Linked DNA regions of Mus musculus: all the other regions are linked to region 1. The links are chromatin contacts, called in public capture Hi-C and promoter capture Hi-C maps. All regions are on one chromosome and are shown on one strand. The core of a region is the stretch at or near the end of the contact, and the rest is flanking DNA. Distances in the headings are between cores, read along the strand shown. Region 1 holds the start of Rasl2-9 (RAS-like, family 2, locus 9). Region 2 holds the start of Eps8l1 (EPS8-like 1). Region 3 holds the start of Nlrp4c (NLR family, pyrin domain containing 4C).

What was found. Promoter capture Hi-C pulls out the DNA fragments that hold promoters and counts their contacts. Capture Hi-C pulls out chosen DNA fragments and counts their contacts.
Region 2: a contact with region 1 is called in a promoter capture Hi-C map of liver, with 2.6 times the contacts expected there. The contact joins the promoter of Eps8l1 here to the promoter of Rasl2-9 in region 1. A contact is called at or near these places in 3 of 39 promoter capture datasets (hippocampal neurons and liver) and 1 of 9 other capture datasets (adipose tissue).
Region 3: a capture Hi-C map of embryonic stem cells shows a contact between it and region 1, with 4 times the contacts expected there. The contact joins the promoter of Nlrp4c here to the promoter of Rasl2-9 in region 1. A contact is called at or near these places in 1 of 39 promoter capture datasets (embryonic stem cells) and 1 of 9 other capture datasets (embryonic stem cells).

The regions. Positions count from the first base shown.
Region 1 is chr7:5,124,296-5,127,990 of GRCm38.p6, forward strand. Rasl2-9 (RAS-like, family 2, locus 9) reads right to left here and starts at 1,655. Exons shown (of 1, transcript NM_009028.2): 1 at 647-1,655. The coding sequence starts at 1,634. The coding sequence ends at 984. It also overlaps the pseudogene Gm47692.
Region 2 is chr7:4,459,350-4,463,046 of GRCm38.p6, forward strand. Eps8l1 (EPS8-like 1) reads left to right here and starts at 1,348. Exons shown (of 20, transcript NM_001374622.1): 1 at 1,348-1,675. The coding sequence starts at 1,530. It also overlaps a transcript of Rdh13 not described here.
Region 3 is chr7:6,043,758-6,047,719 of GRCm38.p6, forward strand. It overlaps Nlrp4c (NLR family, pyrin domain containing 4C), which reads left to right and starts at 1,404. Exons shown (of 10, transcript NM_031389.2): 1 at 1,404-1,464.

The sequences.
Region 1 (3,695 bases), core at 405-2,904:
TTGTCTTCCTCCTTATTTTGGTAGAACTGCTTTGAATTTATCTCCCTTTAATTTGATGTTTGCTATCAGATTGCTTTTTTTTTGGGTTTTCAAGACAGGGTTTCTCTGTATAGCCCTGGCTGTCCTGGAACTCACTTTTGTAGACCAGGCAGGCCTTGAGCTCAGAAATTCTCTGGGGGCTGGCGAGATGGCTCAGTGGTTAAGAGCGCGACTGCTCTTCCAAAGGTCCCGAGTTCAAATCCCAGCAACCACAAGGTGGTCACAATCATCTGATGCCCTCTTCTGGAGTATCTGAGGACAGCTACAGTGTACTTACATATAATAAATAAATAAATCTTAAAAAAAAAAGAAATTCGCCTGCCTTTGCCTTTCAAATGCTGGGATTAAAGGCATTTAATTAAAGGCACCACCACTCCCGGCTTATCAGATTGCTTTATATTGCCTTTGCTATGTTTGGTATGTCTTTTGTATCCCTAGGCTCTCAAGGAGTTTTATGATAAAGAGGTGTTGGATTTTGTCAAAGGCCCTTTGTGCATCTAAAGATATGATCATGTTTTTTTTCCCCTTTTAATTTGTTTATGTGATAGATTACATTTGCTGATTTTATTTTTCTCTTTTTTAGAAGATATTTAGAAGATATTTCAAATATGAAATACAACTTTATTCTGATTCTAAATGAAAGAGTGGGAATGACAGTTACAAACAAGATTTCACCACTGACTATTGTGATGCTACGGTAGCAGTCTTATCTTTGAAATCCAGAACAACTCTGTTCCAGGGGGCTAAATACGCAAGTCCAAAAAAATGAAGGTGTATTTTAACTGCCACATTCACTCCGAAGCCCATTCATCTCCTTCAGCATCCCAATGAATTGCACGATCTCCTTTAGCTAAATAAGGTGGCACACACACTGCACCGCTGGCTGGCATCACAGGACAGTTGCCTAAAATAGACTTCTGACGCAGGGCTCCAGCTTCACTTTCTCACAGGTCATCTTCCTCATCTGGGAGAGCAGTCGTCTGAGCAACCTCTAAATCATGCTCGTACTGTGCTGCCAAAGCTGGGTCCATGACTACCTCAGGTGGGGCAAGAGCAGGCATGGCAACGAACTCCAAGTTAGGATCTCCAATGAGCTTTCTGGCAAGCCAGAAGAAAGGCTTTTCAAAGTTGTAGTTACTTCTGGCAGAAATGTCATAGTACTGAAGATTCTTCTTTCGGTGGAAGAGAATAGGTTTTGCCTTCACTTTCATGTCTTTAACATCCACTTTGTTGCCACACAATACAATGGGGATGTTTTCACACACACGCACTAGATCTTTATGCCAGCTAGGCACATTCTTGTAAGTAACTCTTGATGTTACGTCAAACATTATAATGGCACACTGGGCTTGGATGTAGTAGCCATCGCGCAGCCCCCCGAACTTCTCCTGACCGGCTGTGTCCCACACATTGAACTTGATAGGTCCTCTGTTGGTATGGAAGACTAATGTGTGCACCTCCACGCCCAGGGTGGCTACATACTCCTTCTCAAACTCTCCGGTCAAGTGGCGCTTCATGAATGTCGTCTTTCCGGTGCCGCCGTCGCCCACCAGGACGACCTTGAACTGGACCTGCGGCTCTCCCTGGGCGGCCATCGCGGCGATCCTGCCGGAGAGAGCGGCTGCTGCACGTGCGCCCTCTAAAGGCAGCGGCCGGGAAGAGCGCGCGGGAAGGCAGACTCTGTACCAGACTGTGGGGGAAGGGAAGCTGGGCACCGCCCGCCGCTGCGGTGCCCACCCGAAGGACAACCAACCCTCGTGTTGCGCTCTGCCGGGTCCTTCCAGCTACCTTCCAGGACTGATTTTCACTTACTGAACCATCTCTGCATTTCTTGGATGAAGCCTACTGAATTGTACCGAATCAAGGATTCATGACAGGGACACAGAGGAAGGCAGCTTGGCTCAGTGAACTGCCTGCCATCCTGAACAGATCTGTTAGATCTGAACTTTTCTGACAAAACTCCTTTTGCCTAAGCAACGGGCTGCACAATTTGTTTTTAGAGACAAAGGAAAAAAAAAAGGCGATCTTATGTCAAATATAAAAGAAATATAGAGCCGGGTGTGGTGGCGCACACTTTTAATTCTAGCACTCAGGAGGCAGAGGCAGGCGGATTTCTGAGTTCGAAGCCAGCCTGGTCTACAAAGTGAGTTCCAGGACAGCCAGGGCTATACAGAGAACCCTGTTTCGAAAAACCAAAAAAAAAAAAAAAAAAAAAAAGTATATATATATATATATATATATATATATATATATATATATATATGTGTGTGAAGGAATGGAAGAATTAAATGAGAGTCAGAGATTGAACTCTTGTAGAAAGCCAAGCTTGATATCATAGGTAGTAGGAAATTTTTTTTTTTTTTCAGTTACTGAAGCACTTTAATTTCTTTACACAATGACGTGTTGCTGGGGCCTAATGTTCTCACTGAACAGTAGAAAACCAAAATTTGTCATTTCTTAAAGAATTGAGTACAACAAAACCTTACATAAATTAAAGAATGAATACATTTACAGGTGTCGATGCAAACGTTCCCAACTCAAGGCAACTAACAACCGATGGTGGTCAGGAGGGAAGAAACCAGAACGGAAACTGGGTCCTAAGGCTCGGACTTTCCCACCCTGTTAGACTGGCAAGAAGGAGTGGTAACTGGTTCAGGAGCCCTTGCCAGCCTCGGGAAATCCTGGAAGTCTGCTGTTGGTTAATACCCTGCACAGATCACTCCGTGGTGCTCACAGAGATCCACCAGGCTGGGCCTTTCTCTTCCACTGCGTGTTCTCCCCAGCCCCAAGTGACCGAGCCACATGAACTAAGGACTGAATCAAGATATGCACAGGGTGTTAAACATATACCAAGGGAGCAGTTAACTTGAATACAAGGTCAAAAATCAGCAAGTTCTATGATCCAGTGCTGATATCAGATACACGCTTCAAGGACAAATTTCTTTTCAAAGGCTTATTCCAGTTTCATGAGGCTAGCATGAGGTGTGTACATTTGCCAGGGCAAATCGATACTTCAATACCAGCTCATGCAGCAGATGCCTGGCACCTGCTCAGTCCATCTAGAAGCATTTGCAGTGGACGATGGGCCCGACTCATCATACTCCTGCTTGCTGATCCACATCTGCTGGAAGGTGGACAGTGAGGTAGGATGGAGCCGCAGGTCCAGACTGAGTACTTGCGCTCAGGGGGAGCAATGATCTTAATCTTCATTGTGCTGGGTGCTAGGGCTGTGATCTCCTTCTACATCCTGTCAGCAATGCCTGGGTACATGGTGGTACCACCAGACAGCAGTGTATTGGCATACAGGTCTTTGCAGATATCCACATCACACTTCATGATGGAGTTGAAGGTGGTCTCGTAGATGCCACAGGATTCCATGCCCAGGAAGGAATGCTGGAAGAGTGCCTCCGGACACCAGAACCGCTCATTGCCAATGGTGATCACCTGCCCATCGGGCAGCTAGTAACTCTTCTCCAAGGAGGAAGATGATGCAGCAGTAGCCTTTTCTTGCTCAAAATCCAGGGCAACATAGCACAGCTTCTCCTTGTCACAATTTCCCTCTCAGCAGTGGTGGTAAAGCTGTAGCCCCGTTCAGTCAGGAATTCATGAGGTACTCTGTCAGGTCCTGGCCAACCAGGTCCAGACACAAGATGGCG
Region 2 (3,697 bases), core at 98-2,597, 670 kb before region 1:
CCTCGGCTCCTTCAAAGACTGGAAATGCCTGTTGTATTTTTCTTTGTTCCTCTCGGGGAATGAATGAGTCTGCGCACTGCCTCTCTGCGCATTGCTGACGCACTACGGGCTGACGCACTACGCAGGGCGGGGACTCCGCATAGGGCGGGAGTGCACCTGGTAGCCGATTGCCCTGAGGCCAATTAGCAAACTGGCCTTCGCCAGCCGCTTTTGGCTTTTTCCTTAAATGACTAGTTAGCACTTTACTTGGCGGCTGGTATCCTTTTCTTTCATAATGAGCCGCTTTTTTCTCCCAGTCTGTTTCCTCAGAGGAGGATTCTTCACTTGCTTCAGAGTTACTAAGAGCTGGCTTCCTGAGCTCATCTAGTGACGAGTATCTCCTAGAGACCTCCGCTAATTGATCTTTTTTCTTTTCTTTTTTCTTTTTCTTCCTTCTAATCTCTCCCCAGGTATTCCTACCTGACCTTAACTTTTCCTCGGGTTCAAGACCCTTGGAAAGGCCTGTATACTTACCGTTTCTCCTTGCTCCTACTCTCTCTCCCCGCTTTACTTCTGATAGACTGTCCTGAATTTCCTCTAGAATTTTCAGCCCTATCTTAAGCACTATATAACATGTGAAAAGGAACAAAAGGGCTCCTAACACCAGAAAAAATTCAAGGCCAAACCTAACTTGTAAAGCCATTTTCCACTTTACTTCTGATAGACTGTCTTGAATTTCCTTAGAAAGTTCAAGATCAGACTTACCTCGTTCCCCAGCTGAAAAGTTCTGAATTCATACAGTTGAATCCTTCTTAACAGTCTGCTTTACGGGAACCTTTATCACCGTCGTTCCCCAGCTGATGAGTTCTGAATTCGGCAGTTGAATCCTTCTCAACAGTCTGTGTTACGGGAACCTTATAACCTTGATTCGCAGTTCTGGTTCTGGAATGAAGTATCCCTCCTGCGCCAGTCCGGAGTTTTTTCTCGTCCCGGATTTTCTCGTCCCGGAATTCGGCACCAATTGTTATTCGACGCGTTCTCACGACCGGCCAGGAAGAACACAACAACCAGAATCTTCTACGGCAAAGCTTTATTGCTTACATCTTATGGGGCCAGAGCGTAAGAAGCAAGAGAGAGCGAAGCAAGAGAGAGAGAAAACGAAACCCCTTTCCTCTTTAAAGAGAACAACAATTGCCTCGGACGCATCACTCCCTGATTGGCTGCAGCCCATGGCCGAGCTGACGTTCACGGGAAAAACAGAGTACAAGTAGTCGTAAATACCCTTGGCTCATGCGCAGATTATTTGTTTACCAACTTAGAACACAGGATGTCAGCGCCATCTTGTGACGGCGAATGTGGGGGCGGCTTCCCACACCCACCCTCCCTGATAACCAGCCACAGTCCCCCTTAACTGTGAGCTTGATTTTTCTCCCCTGGAAGGATTTCCTCGTTGGAGGGGTATGAGTTCGGAGTCGGGAGGGTAGAGATAAGAAAGGTGACAAGGGTCAGTACATCAAGGCCCTACATTTGATACTTCAGAAGGACTCTCAATGCAAAAGAGGAAAATTCCACCTCCTGAACTACAGCGAGCCAGGGCGGACACAGGGTGGGGAATTATCAGCTTCGCTGGAGGCCCAGCATGGCTGAATGAGCAGGCATGGGGCTGGAAAGACTTCTTCAGGGAGAGAGTCCTCAGGTGAGTTTCGTCCACCCTGTGAGGCTGAGTCAGGATAGCCACAGGTGGGAGCCTCGCTTGACTTTGGGAGCCAAAGCTACAGTTAAGAGAGAGGGAGGGAGGGAGGGGTTTTCCTCTGCTGCCAAGAAAGGAGGAAAAACCTCTGCTCTGGAATGAGGGTGGAGAGTCAGGTTTCAGGGTTACCTGTACTGCACACAACCAGAAGTAGCAGCAGAAGGACCGGAGAGTAGGGTGGACAGTGGGTGGGACTCCTCCTTGTTCTCTCTTCAAAGAGAAGAAAGGTTCAGACCTCCTCCCTCAGACTCAGAAGTCCAGCCCCAGCCCTCCTCCCTCAGACCTGAGAGTCCAGACCTCAGCCCTCCTCCCTCAGAGTCCACAATCCATTCCTCCTCTCTCAGACCCAGGAGTCCAGCCCACAACCCTCCTCTCTCAGACCCAGGAGTCCAGCCCACAACCCTCCTCTCTCAGACCCAGGAGTTTGCCCCCAGCCCCCTTTTTCATATCCAGAAGCCTGCCTCTCTCAGACTCATAAGAGGCTCTGAACTCCAGCCCTCCTCCCTCAGACCCTGAAATCAGGCTCCTGAGGTCACAACCAATAACTTTCTCAGACAACTTTTCTCCCTATACATAACGAAGGGGCCTCGGCTCAGCCAGACCCTTTGTGATTGTGTCTCGGGTTGGGTTCCTGAGTCCTCCTGTGTTGGCTTCACACTCTGAGCCTGGGTTGTTTCTCCAGCCATGTGGTTCATGATCATCTATACCTTCCTTCAAACTCTTGTACATACACAATAGCTCAGAAAGAAACATTGTGACATGGTAAGAACATTAGCAGGAGCCAAAAAACCAAAAAACAGTATGGATGGCCTATCCCTGTTTGTAGCATAAGTGTGAGGCCCTTATTGCTGGGTATGTGGTCTTCCCTGAGACCCCAGGTCCCCTCCTCCCTGCCATCATCCTGTGCTCCTAATCACACCATTCAGGGTGACTCATACCCCTTCTTCTCACAGGATGTCTGCAGTGGCCAGGGTCTCCTTTCAAAACCCCCATGGCAAACCAGTCAGCAGTGATCTAAGCGCCCAGTCCTGGCCATGCCAAAGTTCACATTCTAAGGAGGGAAGGCACAAAGTAAACCGTGAACAAATAATGGAATTTAAGGGGAGATGGTTCAGGAGGTAAAGTATAAGCTAGCTGCGCAAACATGAGGACCTCAGCTTAAATCCCCAGGTCCCGTATAAAGTTGGGTGTGATAATGTGATTCTAGAATGGCAATGTTCCTGCAGTAAAATGGGAGACAGAGAGAAGAGAATTCCCTGAGACTCATAGGTCAGCTACCCTGGCGAGCAGCAAAAGAGACCCTGCCTCAAACAAGATGGGAGGTAAGGACTGATACCTGAGGTTGTCCTCTGACTACCATATACACACCGTGACAAATGGCACCTCCCTTTATACACAAGTATGCATACAAGCAAGTGTGTATGCACGTGCTTGCACACACATACACACATGTTCACACACACATCAAAGATGAAGAGATGAGGATTGTCGTTTTAAATCGGTGATCAGCCAGGCCTCTTTGAATAGGTGTCACTTGGAGCAAAAGCCCTGTGGTAGATTGGGGTTTGCCAGGTAAGAAATGATAGTGAGTGGGTGGATGAGCTGGGAATTACAGAACGGAAGAAGGAGAGAGACAAGGAATTGGCTTCCAATCTGCCCTCTGTTTTGCAGGCTTTGAAACTAACATTACATCCACTAACCAGCAATCGACTTCGACAAATCTCTTCTTACTTAATATGGGCCAGCAAGATGGTGCGGTGAATAAAGGCCTTGCCACCCAGCAATTGATATCAATCCCCAGAGCCTACATGGTGGGAGAGGAGAACTGACTCCACATGTTGTTTTCTGACCTTCACACCTACACCGTCTCTCTCTCTCTCTCTCACTCACACACACACACACACACACACACACACACAAAAGCACATGCACACACACATGTAAATGTAAAAACATGTTTACCTAGTA
Region 3 (3,962 bases), core at 154-2,653, 920 kb after region 1:
AGAGGCAGGCAGATTTCTGAATTCAAGGCCAGCCTGGTCTACAGAGTGAGTTCCAGGACAGCCAGGGCTACACATAGAAACCCTGTCTCAAAAAAACCTAAAGAAAGAAAGAAAGAAAGAAAGAAAGAAAGAAAGGAAGGAAGGAAGGAAGAAAGAAAGAAAGAAAGAAAGAAAGAAAGAAAGAAAATACCTAATAAAAAATAAATAAAAACCCTGACCATCTCCCCATAATATATATAAATATTATATATATATTTACAATGATCTTCCATGTCCATTTGAAGCTGCCCAATGGATGGGTGAAACTCAAATAAGATGGAACCTTGTATAGTTTTCCCATAAAACACACCTACAGAAGCTTAATCTATACATTAGGCATAACAAATTATTTTTTTTAAAGATTTATTTATTATTATATCTAAGTACACTGTCTCCAGACACACCAGAAGAGGGCATGCGATCTCATTACAGATGGTTGTGAGCCACCACGTGGTTGCTGGGATTTGAACTCGGGACCTTCCGAAGAGCAGTCGGTGCTCTTAACCACTGAGCCATCTCTCCAGCCCAACAAATTATTAATAATAACTTATAGTAAATTAGAGCAGCATTAACTATACATGTAAATGTCAATTAATACTAGTGAGTTCTTTATTTCTGGGATTTACCACTTAATTGTTTATTACGTTTATGAATACATGTATAAATTGTGTGTGAGTGGATCAGAGGACAACTTGCAGGAGTAAGTCTTCTCCTTCCACCATGTGGGTATTAGGGACTGAACTCGGGTCTTCAAGGCTTGATGTCAAGTACAACCAGCTGAGCTTTCTCACTGACGGCCCCTCCCCCACTTAATTTTTTCAAATATTGCCAATTTTTGACAGTGGGCAGCCTAAGCCAGGAAAAAGAAGAGCCTTGGTAATCATAGTTAGAACTTGAAATTTTGCCACAAGCGTTGTACAGGCCTGTAGTCCTAGCACTCAGAAGGCTGAGGCAGGAAGAGCCCGAGTTCAAGGCCAGCCTGGACTTTATAGCGGCGACAAAGAGACTGCCTACCCTCATTTATACACTCCTCTTAAATGCTAGATAGTGATGGAACAAATAAAATAACAACACGCGAAGAGGGTGAAGGGATCCATCTCAGCTTCCCATCCATCTCTTCAGGGAGATGCTGGAGGGATTCCGTACAGTCAGAAACCTCGGAGATGCCGTATCCGGAGTGCATCCGGAATCCTACACCAAGATTCACTGCAGTATCTGCTATCTGTAGATACCAGGAACTGAGGGCTCAAAGCCACACCCAACCTCTGACATCAATCACATCCTTCCTTTCTCCAAAAGCCCCCCCCCCCCGCCCCCTGGACCAATGAGAGGAAGTGACGCATTGGCCAATCACATGGCACCATAGACCTTTCTGCCCAGTTCCAGCTGCCATGTATTAAGGACTAACCTGGAAGCCCCAGGGCGGTGAGTCAGCAAATGTTCGGCTTTTTTTTTTCTCCTGTATGCACTTATTTTCTTTATTATTTGAGGAGGGTGTATGTGCGCTTCATTTTTCTTCCTTTTTTCCTCCCTCGTGCCTTGACACACCAGAACCAGTTTGCATCCTGTGTCTTGGTTGTTTAGACTTACTTTTTAGCAGGGTAGCCAAGACACTTTCCGGAACTTAAAATTTAACTATTTAATTTTTTTTTGGGGGGGGAGACAAAAATTACTATTAGACTGAATCCTCTAACGCTTGCTCCGGCTGGATCCACAGACAGTCCTGCTGACTTTATCAGGCTTTTTCCGACTTCGAAGTAAGTAGAGGGACCACAAGAGATTGTTAGGTGGAGACCTCGGAGGAGCGGGTGCTCGTGAGGCCTCGCAGATACAAAGAGAAAATAAATAACGTGTAGGCATCGTGAGGGTTGGATATTTGAGCATGTAGAGGGTAGAGATATATTTATATAATTATATTCATATTTGTGAGGCCGAAAATCAGGAGAACCCACAGAGAAGTAGGCAGATGTGGACACACTGAGTATTTGTGTCTAAGCCCTTTGAGCCAGTTCACCGCCTAGAGCAAAGATCGTTTGATGTTCCGTTTCGGGGGTATAATTCTTTGAAGACTGGCCTTTTTTCTTTTTTCTTGATTGTTAGGTAAATGCAAAGACTATCCTTGCATAGCAATAAAAGGGATCTCTACTGTTGGCTGGAGTGTTGAGTTGTGGTGCCCCCCCCCCAAAACAAATATATCAAAGTCCTGACCTCTAATACCTCAAAAGGTGGCAAGAAGAGATTGATGTAGATTTAATTTAGTTGTTCTAAGGGTAACCCTGTGGAGACCAAAACAATGGATGAATGATATGATAATCGAGGCAGATATTGGAGTTAAATAGCTACAAGGAATAGACAAGATTTTCAGCAAATCTGGGGCTTCGAAGGGGCACGCCAGGGTTTCCCGGATGGAGAGTATGAAGCCACTGACCCCCTACCTCAGAAAGTGTGAGGCAATACAATTCTTAGAGGTTTTGGTGTTGTTGTAGTTGGTTGGTTTTTTGAGACAGTGTCTCAAGGATTGTAGGCTAGCTGAAAAATCGCTGTGTAGCCAAGGGTGACTTTGAACTTCTAATGCCCCCTGGTTTCACCTTCCAGGTTCTGGTATTACAGGTGTGCACCACCACATCTGATTTTCTGTGTTGCTAGGATGGAACCCAGGGCTCTGTACACACTAAGCTGGCATGCTGCCAGTCAACCCATATCCCTAACGATTTCTATAGTTTTAAAGCACTTAGTTGTGTCACTTTGTAACAGGGACCCCTGCAAATTTACCTGTAATATTTACCACAAGTAACTCAGGGTTTATGTTCTGGAAATATTAATGATGTTTTTCAGATCCACAGTATATCAAAGCCAGAAAATTAGCAGTAGCAGGATAGTGTTGGCCAACATAAAAACTATAATATTTACCCTGGTGTGATGTCGCACCAAGACCAGGTAAAATGATAATGAATGAAAAAAAGGAGAGTCAAAGTCAGTAGATTGTTTGAGAGGCCCCAAAAGGTCTAATTAAAAAATACATAAATAAACAAATAAGAAGGTAGTCATGGTATTACAGGATGAATACCATTTCAGAATCAGGAGGCAGAGGCAGGCTCTATGAGTTCAAGGCCAGCCTGGTCAACACAGCAAGTTCCAGGACAGCCAGGGCTACACAAAGAAACCCTGTCTCAAAAACAAAGCAAACAAACAAACAAAAAGCTAAAGAAGCCTGGGAGTGGTGGGACATGCTTTTAACCCCAGTACTCAGGAGGAAAAGACAGTGGGATCTCTGAGTTCAAGGCCAGCCTGCTCCATAGGTGAGTTACAGAACATCAGGGTTACACAGAAAAACCCTGTCTCAAAGCTAACAACAAAAACTACTTAATGTTTCTAGTGTATTGTTTTTAAGTGTTTGGGTGTGTTTCCATAAGAGTTTTTACATTAAACATTTGTTAACACTTCCTGTGTCTCAAACAATTGGGTTCTGGAACAAGTTTGTGTGCTTGCTCATCCTTCCAACCTCCCGACACCTGTGAGAGAGAGAGAGAGAGAGAGAGAGAGAGAGAGAGTGTGTGTGTGTGTGTGTGTGTGTGTGTGTGTGTGTGTGTGTGTGTGTAAATAATTTCTGGAGGAACAAAATGACTTTCTTTTGACCCAACTTACTGGTGAAGAAGTTGGAATCTGAAGTCTTGGGGAGGAATTTATTTCACTGGTCAAGTTCGCCTTCAACCTTTCCCTTAGGGGTTGAAGGTTAATTTGGTGGTAAGCACACTTGCCTAACCTGCTCAAAGCCCTGGGTTTGATTTCCAAAGCTGGACCCAAAAGCCCTTTGAATAAAGGTGTCATCTTCAAGAACCAGTATATGTGAAGCAAACCATCTGTTTGATTGGGTTGAGAGTCATGACTGTCCCTGCTTTTAGTGCCTGCAGGGTATGTGGTGA